Linked DNA regions of Zea mays: region 1 is linked to region 2. A link is a contact called in public Hi-C data. All regions are on one chromosome and are shown on one strand. The core of a region is the stretch at or near the end of the contact, and the rest is flanking DNA. Distances in the headings are between cores, read along the strand shown.

Region 1 (6,682 bases), core at 2,301-4,800, 200 kb before region 2:
GAACAATACACTACAAGATTAGGAAGATGTTTTTAAAGACCGGTCTGCAGATATGATCATTTTACTTCCTTGAAAGTAGATATTTGAAATTCATGGGTACATAAATTGTAAAAAAGTTAGGCGTAGATAGGATACAGTTTTAAGTAGCGTAATTCCGTATCCAGCAGCTTATTATCCAAAACAAATACTGTTTACACTGTAGAACGCACTGTTTGTAGACTGAAGTTTGAATCTGGAAATATGGATACTGGAGATAGTCTAAATCAAGTAGTCAGTAGTGCGTCGATGAAGAATTTCATCACATGCCATCCTTGTCTCCGGTGGAGAGGTTGGCGGCTTGGCGCCACGCACTCGCACAATCGAAGACCTGTTGCACAACCATTCATGTATGGAAAACAATTGGCACCAAGTGGAGGATGAAAGGACCGAAGGAGGGCGCCTTGCGGTCTATGGGATTGCTAGGAATCCGTCAGGAGATCTAAATTATCCGTAATTGTATTCACTAAAAATGCTAATATAGATATCTCTATTTATATTCGATTTTAATATGAGTGTTAAATGGATGTATCTGAATTTAATTTCTAGTATTTGTCTAATTCCGAATCCAGATTCGTATTCAACATAACCGTGGAATATCCGATACTATCCATATCCGAGAAAAAACAGTATTCGATTAAACCCTTAAAAATTATTTTTATTACTAATTATAAATTATTTTATTTTTCATAGTATACTAGAAAAAGTATGTATGCCATTTAATTTTTTAAAAATATTTATATGATAAATGAATAATTATAGTAATCTTATATTAGTAGAGATATATAATGATAAAATTGATTAATGTTAAATTTTGGTGCACATATTTATATAGGGTATTCATTCATTTTGGAATGACAAATTTAAATTTCTTAGCATATTTACTATTTTATACCAATTAAATGAATTAAATACCTATTTATAGAAACTATAAAATAATATGTAAATGTGGACAAAGCTTGACATATTTTTATTGTTAAAGAATATAATTTTATTAATGGATATACTCATAATGTATCTATGTGCTATGCTTATAGTTTACTTGTAACATGATTTTTTTATCAACTATAGATCTACCTGTAAAACAAATTGATAATCATTATGATACTATGTTCCAAGTTATGTGAGTATCCGAACCCGAATTCGATGTATTCATTTTGTATTTTATCCAATAATATACATATTCATATTCAATTTAAAATATGGTAAATAGTGACATCCGAATTCTCAACTCCCACAGATACACCTGGGCTTATTCGTTTCACCGTTAAACCATGTGGATTGGATGGTATTGAATCGGTTTAAAACCATAATAAGTCAAAATCCATGCCAATCTATTGCAATACACTCTAATCCACATAGAATTGAAATAACCGAACAAAGCCTAAACGAATCGATTCATAGAATTTACCGTCTGCCAGAGCTCTGCCGAATAGGGGACCCCACCTTTGGCACCCTAGCAGCTCCAACAGATTCATCTTTGTTACACAAGCATCAACACTAGCTATGTAACTGATTGTTAGTCTGACGATGCATATTTGCTAAGCACCAAGAACGAAACAAATGTTTAAATCTGCAAGAACCACGCGTAGAACCATCATCACACACACCAAAAGCGCTAACGTCACTTAGAACTGCTGGCAGCCAAGAGCTTTTGGAGCTTGGGGCTGGGAGCGTCAAGTGTAGACGGATGGGAACTTGGCAGCCCCGTCTGAACTGATCGCCTTCTTCAACCTTCATTACCGAGGTAGAGCAAAATCTATTGCAATGTTTTTGCAAACAAAAGAAAGCTCGATCAGAGGGGGCCTTGGTCATCATAATCACAAAACTGGCAAAAGGATGCTTCAGTTTCAGATATCTGAAAATATAGGCCCATTGGTACGGTGTGGGCAAAGATGATGAGCAAAGGCTAATGAAGTATACCCCTTCCTTGGAAGTTGTAAAAATAAATGCCTCAACATAAGAATACATAAGCTAGACTATAACGGAGTATACCCCTTCTTTGAAAGTTGTAAAAAGGACCACACCAAATTCTAGTGTGCATCACTTCTTCAGCAATGCAGTTTGCCATATTTATTTGGCAATGGATTCGGTACCGATAGGCGATAGCACGGTTAAGAACACCCCACGTAAAACGATCAAATGATATAACGGTAAGATCGCAGCAAAGATAGCCAATGCATAATCACCAACAATTTTAAGGATCTGGAACGCATCTCGGTTACTCCATCGAGTAACGGAATCAGATCTGAACGCTGACAGATAACCCTTACAGAACAACACAAAGATACTGAAACATGAAATAGTGATGCACTAGTGCATGAGCCAGTCTCTTTAGCATTTTTTTTGGCCCTAGCCATGGTCAGATGCGCTTGGTCAAACCTATCAGGGTGATAGCAAAACAGTAATTAGAATGGTGTTGCTTTGTTGGCAATACAAGATAACAGCTACTCTGTACGTGGCTGAAACGATGTTGTTTCCTACAGCAGTTCCTAAAAACAACTGTCCATCCTAAATAGTACTCCCTCCGTCTATATGGGATTTAGTCGTTTTGGGTTTGTCCTAAGTCAAACTATTTTAACTTTAACCAACAATATATATAAGCTTAAACTGTTTTAAACTAAATGAATTACATATTATGGTAGTGCAAGCCATAATGAATCTAGTAACTTACTTTTGTGTTGTAAAATCTTATGAAATATCCGGTATAATCGGTCAAAGTTAAGTTAATAGTGATTGACTTAGGACGAACCTATCAGCCCGTTGTTTGTTTGAGTAAATCCAGTGAATTTGTATACAGCCCTCCAAGACCAGAGTACCAGACTAATGTGATGTCTAAGCTTTTATATCCCTATGGAAGGAATAAAATTTACACAAAAAAACCATTCTGAAATGCAATCCCCCATCTCATGAACAGCAGGTGCAATTCAACACATTTCAATTCTCACGCGAACAAAGTAGGACTACTCCAGCACGCATAGGGAATCACCACAGAACCCGCAACGGAAATATCACTGACCAACAAGGATCCGCCAATCCAACCAATTGCAAAAGTACAGAAAAAGAAGGAAACACGCTAAGGGGTCCACCTTGGGAGAGGCAGCTCCAGGACGCGGAGCCGGCGGCGATGCAGGACCGCAGCCGCGCGGCGGCCACCGCGCTGTGCAGCGGCACGAGCGACTCCAGACTCGCCAGCGCCGCCGCCGCCGCCACGAGGGGCCTGGGACAGGAAGGACGAACAGAGGCTCACATTTCCAGGCTTCCAGAGAGCCACTTCGAGCGAAGACACAGTTGAATGAACGACGAGAGCAGGCAAGGGATTCAGAGGGGGTGGGGGAGGGGAGCTGTGCGCGACCTGTGGAAGCGTGGCGGCGCGACAGGAGACGTAGCCGCCAAGAACGGTCTCGCCGTCGGGGACCTCGAGCGGAGCGCCGCTGACCTCGCCCCGGCGGCGGCGGCGGCGCGGCAGAAGGACGCCATGGGGTGTCTCTCGCGATGGAGGATGGGATGGTGCGGGCCGACCGAAAGGGCTTGAGGCTCTGCTTTAGTTGGAGACGTATGGGCTGAGCCCAATTGCTACGCGGCCCATATAATACGAGAGGGCCCATAGTTTAATAGTTGCAAAGGTCTCAATAGCAACAAAACATCGGAACAAAGCAACAAAAGGCTGTGAACAAACAACTACGACTACAAACTTTCCAAAAGAAAGGAACAAAAGGTTGTGAATAAACATCTAGGACGAGAACAGTACACCACTTAGCTTCCCCCTGCCGTTTCATTTTCGACGACAGGCACCTTTTTGTTTGAGTTGGAACGAAATAGGCAGAGAAAACAAAGCCAGAGGGATTAGGTAAGTGTTGCTTGCACGAGCAGTTGGGGGAGCCCATAGCTAGCCATTGCCCTGGACCTCAAGCTGAAGGCGACGTCTGTTCGTCCCTCCATCTCATTGTTAGCTGATGGATAGCTGGAAGCAGAGCACCTCGCTCTTGCTTCGACAGTGACAGGCAGCGCAGCTGGCTAACCGCTTTCCGCCACTTTTTCTTTTTTGTTTTCCCCCGCTCCCTGTCTCGCGGTCGCGGTGCCAGTCACTGTTCGCCAATCCGGCCATTATCCAGCACATCCTTTTTTCGGTTTTTTTAATCTATCTATGATTGATTGATTTGATTCTCTATGTAGGGGTAGTAACGGGCCATTTAATTTAGCCTAGCAAATTTACGGATCGAATCAAGTTAGGACCAGATCATAAAACAATACAATTTTGAACTAACAAAATTAAGGGCTTTGTTGGTTTGTGAAGCAAGTATTAGGGTCATGATCCATTACCACCCCTATCTCTACGAGTGTGTTTGGTTTGAGAAATGAAGTGATCCATCTCCTTCTCACTCCTCACTTTTTTATTTGGTTTGTGGAATAGAATGAGTTGATTTACCACCACCTCATTCCTCGTAACCTAATAATTAGTATATACATGGGAGTGGGTTGATTCCACCAAAATTGATGGAATGAACTTATGATGCATCACCTCATGAAGCATAGATTGACTCCACAAACCTAACACACCATACATGAGCTTGCACTACCGTTTTTTTTCCTTTGGGAGGGTACCAGGGATATGGTATTCAAGTATAACAAGATACTAGGAAGGTGTTTGAATGCAGTCATGCACTAGAGTATTTGGCTAAAAATTTGCTAGTATAATTAGTTACCTAACAAATAGTTAGCTAACCATTGGTTAATTTGATAATAGCTGAACTATTAGCTGGATTCTTTAGATATCTTCAACTAATTTTAGTAGTAAACTATTAAATCTATTGTATTTAAATATGGTTTATGTCTAAATGCTAAGGTGAGAGGGAGAGATAAAAGACGGGTTGTAAACTTATTGCCGACTTAGATGTAAGAATAAAAAAATTATGAGAGAGAAATTATAGTCTTCCTATTATATTAATAGTGAAGACCTAACTATCTATACTATACTCAAAGCACCAGTTTCAATGGTCGTCATGCGTCATTTTTTTACAAATAACCCCTCACATCTATTTCAAATTAATCCGCTGCACGCCTATAGATGTCAAACGGCGACCCGGCACGGGCCAGACGCCCACGGGCCACAACTCTGGCCCAGACACGTCATGCCGACCTGCTGACTGTGCCGGGCCAGCCCGTTAGCCCGTCGGCCCATTTGATTAAATCAGCGTAAAATGTTAAAAACGGTGCAGAAGGTAGGGCGAGAGTTGTCTAACCAGTAGAACATCATGCTCAAATGTTTTTAATATTGAATATAAATTGAATATATGAATATACGTTTTTGTAAAATAAAAATATATAATCGTGTCGGACCGGGCCAACACTACGGGCCAAGGCTACAGCTCAAGCACGGCACCGCGTTCTTGGCTCTTGCAAGCATTAGGTCATTTCTGAGACCACATTGGTGCAATGTACTCCATGGTGTTTGAGGTTGCTGAATTGGATGGGGCAACAATGATTTGTCACACTAACAATAAAATGAAAGGTTATTTGTTGGTTTTAAGCGTTAGTAATTGCTACGAAGTAGCATAATTTATATGGAGCGCATCCAATTTTTATAGATGCCTTACTTTAGCAGGGTTTTGAAAATCGCCGATTACGTCGCGCCTAGGCGCTAGTCCTTGGCCTTCCGCCTGGACTAGGGGTGTAGTCGGCCTCCTAGTCGATCGGAGCGCCTAGGCAGCACCTAGTGTCGATTCCATGTGGATTCCACGTCGCCCAGAGGCCAGGCGGTCGCGGAGGCGGGCCCTAGGCGCGTGGGGCGCGCGCGAGCTGGAAAAGCGCGCGGGAAAGTGCGCGCGATAGGGGAAGAGCGCGCGCGGGAGGGGATAAGGGAGCGGCGCAAAAGGCAAAGGGAAGACGCGATAGGTTTACCCCCTGCTTGCGGACGCCGGAGACGGGATACCCCCTGCTTGCTTCTCCGCCGGACGCCGGAGCTCCCTGCGCGGACGCCGGAGACCCCCTCCCTGCGCGGACGCCGGAGACCCCCTCCCTGCACGGATGCCGGAGACCACTCCCTGCTGCTTGCTTCTCTCCCCTGTTTCTTCACCGACAGAGAAGTCCTATGTTCTTTGCCGACAGAGAACAGAGAGGTATGTATGTTCCATTGTTCCTCCTCCCCTGCTTTTCTCCTCTCATCTCCTCTATTATTCACATGTGATGGCTTGAACCCAGATGACAGAAGGTCAATCTGAAGAAACTGCAAGTGCACCGGAGGGAGTTAGTGTCCTTAGAAGAAATTCAGATGATGTGGGATGGGAGTATGGGGTTCTTGTTGATGTAAACAATAAGGACAAGGTAAAGTGCATACTGTGTGGCAAGCAAATGTGTGGAGGAGTTTATCGATTGAAGCAACATATCGCCCAGGAAGGAAAGAATGCGAAGAAATGCCAAGGCATTAAGACCACCAAAGAGAAGTTGCTGGAGGCTCAAGAAAAGTGCAAGAAAGCACTAGATGGAGCAAAAACGAAAAGGGAGATGAAGACTGTTCGTGAGATAGAACTTAGAGAGGAAGTTCATGTGTCTAGGGTTGGAGGATCAGAAGAAGTGACTTGTGTTGGAAGTTCAGATCCTCACAAATTAGGCCCCATGGACAAATGGACAAAAGCTATTGATCCTA
Region 2 (6,346 bases), core at 3,573-6,072:
GCGTGATAAATTGTAGAGGGACCATTCATAACTTTTCTAGGAACATGAACAATATTCTTTCTAGGCACATGATGAATATTTTTCCTAGGCATATCTCTACCATGCATATAGGAAGAACTGGGAGCAAACATAGCATAAGAATCATAGGCATGTGAATCAAAAGCATTACAACTCCTATGAGACTGTCTTCTATCATTGTACATAAAAGCATGGTTCTTTTTAGTACTACTTGCCATAGGGGCCTTCCCTTTCTCCTTGGCGGAGATGAGAGCCTTATGGCTTGTTAAGTTCTTGGCTTCCCTCTTGAAGCCAAGCCCATCCTTAATTGAGGGGTGTCTACCAACCGTGTAGGCATCCCTAGCAAATTTTAGTTTATCAAAATCACTTTTGCTAGCCTTAAGTTGGGCATAAAGACTAGCCATTTCATCATTTAACTTTGCAATAGAAGCTATGTGTTCACTACAAGCATCAATATCAAAATCTTTACATCTATTGCAAATAACAACATTTTCTACACAAGTTGTTGATTTACTAGCTATTTCTAACTTAGCATTCAAATCATCATTAATGCTTCTTAAGCTAGAAATTGTCTCATGGCAAGAAGATAATTCACAAGAAAGCATTTCATTTCTCTTAACTTCTAAGGCATGAGATTTTTGTGCTTCTACAAATTTGTCATGTTCTTCATACAACAAGTCCTCTTGTTTTTCTAAAAGCCTATTCTTATCATTCAAGGCATCAATCAATTCATTAATTTTATCTACCTTGGTTCTATCTAGGCCCTTAAATAAACATGAATAATCTATTTCATCCTCATCACTAGATTCGTCCTCACTTGAAGAAGTATAAGTAGAGTTTCGAGTACATACCTTCTTCTCCCTTGCCATAAGGCATGTGTGACGCTCGTTGGGGAAGAGGGATGACTTGTTGAAGGCGATGGCGGCGAGTCCTTCATTGTCGGAGTCGGACGAGGAGCAATCCGAATCCCACTCCTTGCCAAGATGTGCCTCGCCCTTTGCCTTCTTATAGTTCTTCTTATTCTCCCTCTTGTTCCCTTGATCCTGATCACTATCATTATCGGGACAGTTAGCAATAAAATGACCAAGCTTACCACATTTGAAGCATGAGCGCTTCCCCTTTGTCTTGGTCTTGCTTGGCTGTCCCTTGCGACCCTTAAGCGCCGTCTTGAAGCGCTTGATGATGAGGGCCATTTCTTCATCATTTAGCCCTGCCGCCTCAACTTGCGCTACCTTGCTAGGTAACGCCTCCTTGCTCCTTGTTGCCTTGAGAGCAATGGGTTGAGGCTCATGGATTGGACCGTTCAACGCGTCGTCCACGTACCTCGCCTCCTTGATCATCATTCGCCCGCTTACGAATTTTCCAAGGACTTCTTCGGGCGACATTTTGGTGTACCTGGGATTCTCACGAATATTATTCACCAAATGAGGATCAAGAACGGTAAAGGACCTTAGCATCAGTCGGACGACGTCGTGGTCCGTCCATCGCGTGCTTCCGTAGCTCCTTATTTTGTTGATAAGGGTCTTGAGCCGGTTGTATGTTTGGGTTGGCTCCTCGCCCCTTATCATCGCGAATCGTCCAAGCTCGCCCTCCACCAACTCCATCTTGGTGAGCAAGGTGACGTCGTTCCCCTCATGAGAAATCTTGAGGGTGTCCCAGATCTGCTTGGCATTGTCCAAGCCGCTCACTTTATGGTACTCGTCCCTGCACAAGGAGGCTAACAACACAGTAGTGGCTTGTGCATTTCTATGAATTTGTTCATTAATGAAAATAGGACTATTCGAGCTATCGAACTTCATTCCACTTTCCACAATCTCCCATATGCTCGGATGGAGAGAGAACAGGTGACTACGCATTTTGTGGCTCCAAAATCCGTAGTCCTCTCCATCAAAGTGAGGAGGTTTGCCAAGTGGAATGGAGAGCAAATGAGTATTTGTACTTTGCGGAATACAAGAGTAGTCAAAAGAAAAGTTCGAATTAACCGGTTTCCTTCTCTCGTAGTCGTTGTGGTCGTCGTCCTTTTGGGAAGAAGATGACTCGTCACTGTCGTCGTAGTAGACAATCTCCTTGATGCGCCTTGTCTTCTTCTTCTTCCCATCTTTCCGTCTATGGCCCGAGCCCGAGTCGGTAGGCTTGTCATCCTTCGGCTCGTTGACAAAAGATTCCTTCTCTTTATCGTTGATCACGATACCCTTCCCCTTAGGATCCATCTCTTCGGGCGGTTAGTCCCTTTGTGAAGAGAACGGCTCCGATACCAATTGAGAGCACCTAGAGGGGGGGGGGGTTGAATAGGTGATCCTGTAACACTTAAAAACTTAAGCCACAAAAACTTGGTTAAGTGTTAGCACAATAACCGCCAAGTGGCTAGAGAGGAATCTTCAACAAAACACAATAACCAACAAGATCAATCACAGAGATGGCACGGTGGTTATCCCGTGGTTCGGCCAAGACCAACGCTTGCCTGCTCCACGTTGTGGTGTCCCAACGGACGAGGGTTGCACTCAACCCCTCTCAAGCGGTCCAAAGACCCACTTGAATACCACGGTGTTTTGCTTGCTTTACTCAATCCCGTTTGCGAGGAATCTCCACAACTTGGAGCCTCTCGCCCTTACACTTGAAGTTCGCAAAGAAGCACAGAGCAAGGGAGGATTAGCAACGCACACAAGACACAAGAATCAGAGTGTCAACACGCACACAAGTCGCAACAAGAGCTCGCAACACAACTCAATGAGTTCACAACTCCACTAGAGCTCTATATGCTATCACAATGAAACAAATGCGCGGAATCGAGGTCTTGGTGCTTAGGAATGTTGTAGGAATGCTTGGTGTGCTCCTCCATGCGCCTAGGGGTCCCTTTTATAGCCCCAAGGCAGGTAGGAGCCGTTGAGAGCATTCTAGGAAGGCTGATCTTGCCTTCTGTCGACTGGCGCACCGGACAGTCCGGTGCACACCGGACACTGTCCGGTGCCCGATTTCCTTCCAAAAATGGCGCAGTCGACCGTTGGCAGCCTGAGAGCCGTTGGCGCACCGGACATGTCCGGTGCACACCGGACAGTCCGGTGCCCCCTTCTAGCCGTTGGCTCGGCCACGTGTCCCGCGCAGATTGCGCGACCGACTGTTGGCCCGGCCGACCGTTGGCTCACCGGACAGTCCGGTGCACACCGGACAGTCCGGTGAATTATAGTCGTACGTCGCAGGTGAATTCCCGAGAGCGGCCACTTCGCTCGAGCCAGCCTGGCGCATTGGACACTGTCCGGTGTTCCCAGATTGAGCAGAGTCTTGGCTGCTCGAGCCAAGACATTTTCAATTGGATTTTTCCTGTTTCCAGCACTTAGACACAATACATTAGTCCATAAAACAATGTACTAAGTCTGAGAAACATACCTTTATCCTTGATTTGTACTTTGTCCACCTTTTTACACTTAGGCACTTGTGTTGGACACTAAATCACCAAAATACTTAGAAATGGCCCAAGGGCACATTTCCCTTTCAGCCACCTCGCCCAAACTCGGGCCCGGACCGGCCACGTCGCCAGGGGGGCCATCATTACCCTGCCCCTAGCTAGCTCAGGCTACGGGGAACAAGACCGGCGTCCCATCTGGCTCGCCCCAGTAAACAAGTAATGATGACACCCCGCACGCTCCATGATGACGGCAGCTCTCAGCCCCTTACGTCAGCAAGGAGACGTCAGCAAGGATCCGACAGCCCCGACAGCTGTACTTCCGCAGGGTTCCAGCTCTCCTCCGACGGCCACGACATCACATGAACAGGGCAGCAACACCTCTCCGACAGTCACGACGTCATGTACATAGGGCACTAGCTCCTCTCTGCTAGACACGTTAGCACATTGCTACACCCCCATTGTACACCTGTGCCCTCTTCTTACGTCTATAAAAGGAAGGTCCAGGGCTCTCGTACAGAGGGTTGGCCGCGCGGGAGAACGGGCCGACGTATAAGGCTCTCGCTCTCTCTCTCCCACGCGAACGCTTGTAACCCCCTACTGCAAGCGCATCCATCCGCCCTGGGCGCAGGACAACACGAAGGCCGCGGTTTCCCCTTACTGTTCTCCCCCCTTTGTGTCCCGTCTCGCGCCGACCCATCTGGGCTGGGACACGCAGCGACAATTTACTCGTCGGTCCAGGGACCCCCCGGGGTCGAAACGCCGACAGTACTAAACAACTAACTATAAAGAATGAGGTGGTGATTGATTAACTCACTCCATTCCAAAAACCAAATTAAAAAGTGAGGAGTGAGAATATGATGGACTACATTATTCCTCAAACCAAACACTCCATTATTAAACGTCCGGGAATGATGACGCCGACAGTACTAAACAACTAACTATAAAGAATGAGGTGGTGATGGATTAACTCACTCCATTCCAAAAACCAAATAAAAAAGTGAGGAGTGAGAATATGATGGACTACATTATTCCTCAAACCAAACACTCCATTATTAAACGTCCGGAACGATGACTCAACCTTGACTTAAAATCCTACGGAGTGCGTACGCGTCATTCTCATCCGCCTCCTTTGCCCTATCCAGTTACAGCCCGCCAAGTGTTCCCTAGCCACCGCCTCTCCACACCACCGGTCACCGACGGCCCGCTCCGCTCGCCGCAGACGATCTCGATCCCCAACCCCGTTCTCCCCGCCGAGCAGCAAAACCCTAACTCCCACGCAAGAGCATAGGGCCCACATGTCAGTCTCAATGACGTGCGGGCCGGCAACGGGTCCGTGGCGCCGGACCCACGCCCCACGCACTCTTCCGTATAAAGCCACGCCACGCGGCCACGCCTCGCCTGTCCTATCCTTTCCGTCACACTCGCATCGCCGTCCCCTTGGCCCTTGCCCCTTTCTCGCGCTCTCTCTCTCTCTACCCGGAGAAAACAAAACCAGACCATCAGCAGGAGACTGGGGTGTGAGTGACCGTGCGAGAAGGGGGAAAAACAATCCAAACACTCTCGCCAGCACACAAATCTCGCGCACGGGTTCGGGGGCGCCAGCTCGATCCGCGGCCGAAACCCTAGGTACGGCCGGGACAAACCCTCTCCGCTGCCGCCGCCTCCTCCACTCCTCCTCCGCCTCGCTCGAACCGCGCCTCCCCCCATTCCGGCTCGGCTGACGCGCGCGGGCTTGTTGCTGTTGCTGCAGGTGGTGACGACGGTGGTGCTCCGTGGTGGTGCTGGAGGACGAGGAGGAGGGCTGGGAGCGATGACGTCGCCGAGGAAGGACGCGGGGTTCCTGACGCAGGACCAGCGGGAGAAGCTGCGGATCGCGGTGCAGAACGCGGAGACGCAGTCGCTCGCCTCCCCGCGCTCGCCCACGGGGGGCACCACCTCCGCGCTGCTGCAGCAGTACGAGCTGCAGATGCTGGAGCAGAAGCGCGCCGCCGCGGCCGCCGCCGCCGCCCGGGGCGGCGGCGGCGGCGGAGGTGGGCCCAGGCACGTGCGCCGGTCGCATTCCGGGAAGGCCATCAAGGTGAAGAAAGGTGAGGTGGCGGAGCCCCGATCTGTTCACTCCTGCTATGTTTAGCGCCTTGATTGCTTGTTTAGGATAGGAGTGTAGGACAGGAGATAGGATAAGATGGTTTGTGTGACTCGTGTGCTGCATATTATTAATATGCTGCCTTGTTTGCATTGGTCAGGGCGCGATGCCGATACTGGTTGCAGCGTCATATATGTAAATTTTTTGCTTACGTTGCTACGGATGTAGGTCCAGCAGCTCCGTTCATATAGCTCTGCTTGTTTATTAGGAGGATCTATACTTCTTCGAGGCGTCTCCTTGCTGCATATAGCTCTGGATTTCTAGTGTCCTGCTAGTTTGTGGCTCGTGAAATGGTGGACTCATTATTAACGCAGAGACGTAGCATTGATGCGAATTGTTGTGTAGAAACATTGATGTTTTTCTAGCTGGTTTTATATCTGCCCAACAGAAACTGTTAAGTATATAAGCACTCTGTTTAAAATATTCTGTGCTATATATACATGTTTGTTATGTAGAACTGTAGAAGGTTGGTTGTGAATGCATAATGGTTGTTCATTGTGCGGGTTGACTTCTAGTCTCAGCTGTCAATAGGGGATTAGCTGGTGGTTGAGCCACATAAGGGAGTGATTTAGTTGGACCATGCCATTTGTATATTTGGCAGTGTAGTGATTTCTATCGGAAGGCCAATTCATTTGGGGTATGTGCATTCTATCTTCACTCGCCACCCTTTTAGCTATTTCTGTCGCCAACATACTCTTTTGTCGTATTTCTGTGTAACTATACAAACTGTTTCTTGGATCAAAATATGATACAGTAAAATTGACAGTGCAAATTGTGCCCTT

What was found. Hi-C and Micro-C count contacts between places; a contact is called where the count stands out from the background.
Region 1: a contact with region 2 is called in a Hi-C map of bundle sheath, with 3 times the contacts expected there. The contact joins the promoter of LOC100276902 here to the promoter of LOC100501384 in region 2. A contact is called at or near these places in 3 of 25 Hi-C or Micro-C datasets (bundle sheath, endosperm and leaf).

Annotation. Positions count from the first base shown.
Region 1 is chr6:12,092,452-12,099,133 of Zm-B73-REFERENCE-NAM-5.0, reverse strand. LOC100276902 reads right to left here and starts at 3,550. Exons shown (of 3, transcript NM_001150601.2): 1 at 3,392-3,550; 2 at 3,126-3,256; 3 at 1,318-1,795. The coding sequence starts at 3,516. The coding sequence ends at 1,776.
Region 2 is chr6:11,894,237-11,900,582 of Zm-B73-REFERENCE-NAM-5.0, reverse strand. It overlaps LOC100501384 (MA3 domain-containing protein), which reads left to right and starts at 4,822. Exons shown (of 4, transcript XM_008650198.4): 1 at 4,822-5,047; 2 at 5,172-5,508. The coding sequence starts at 5,232.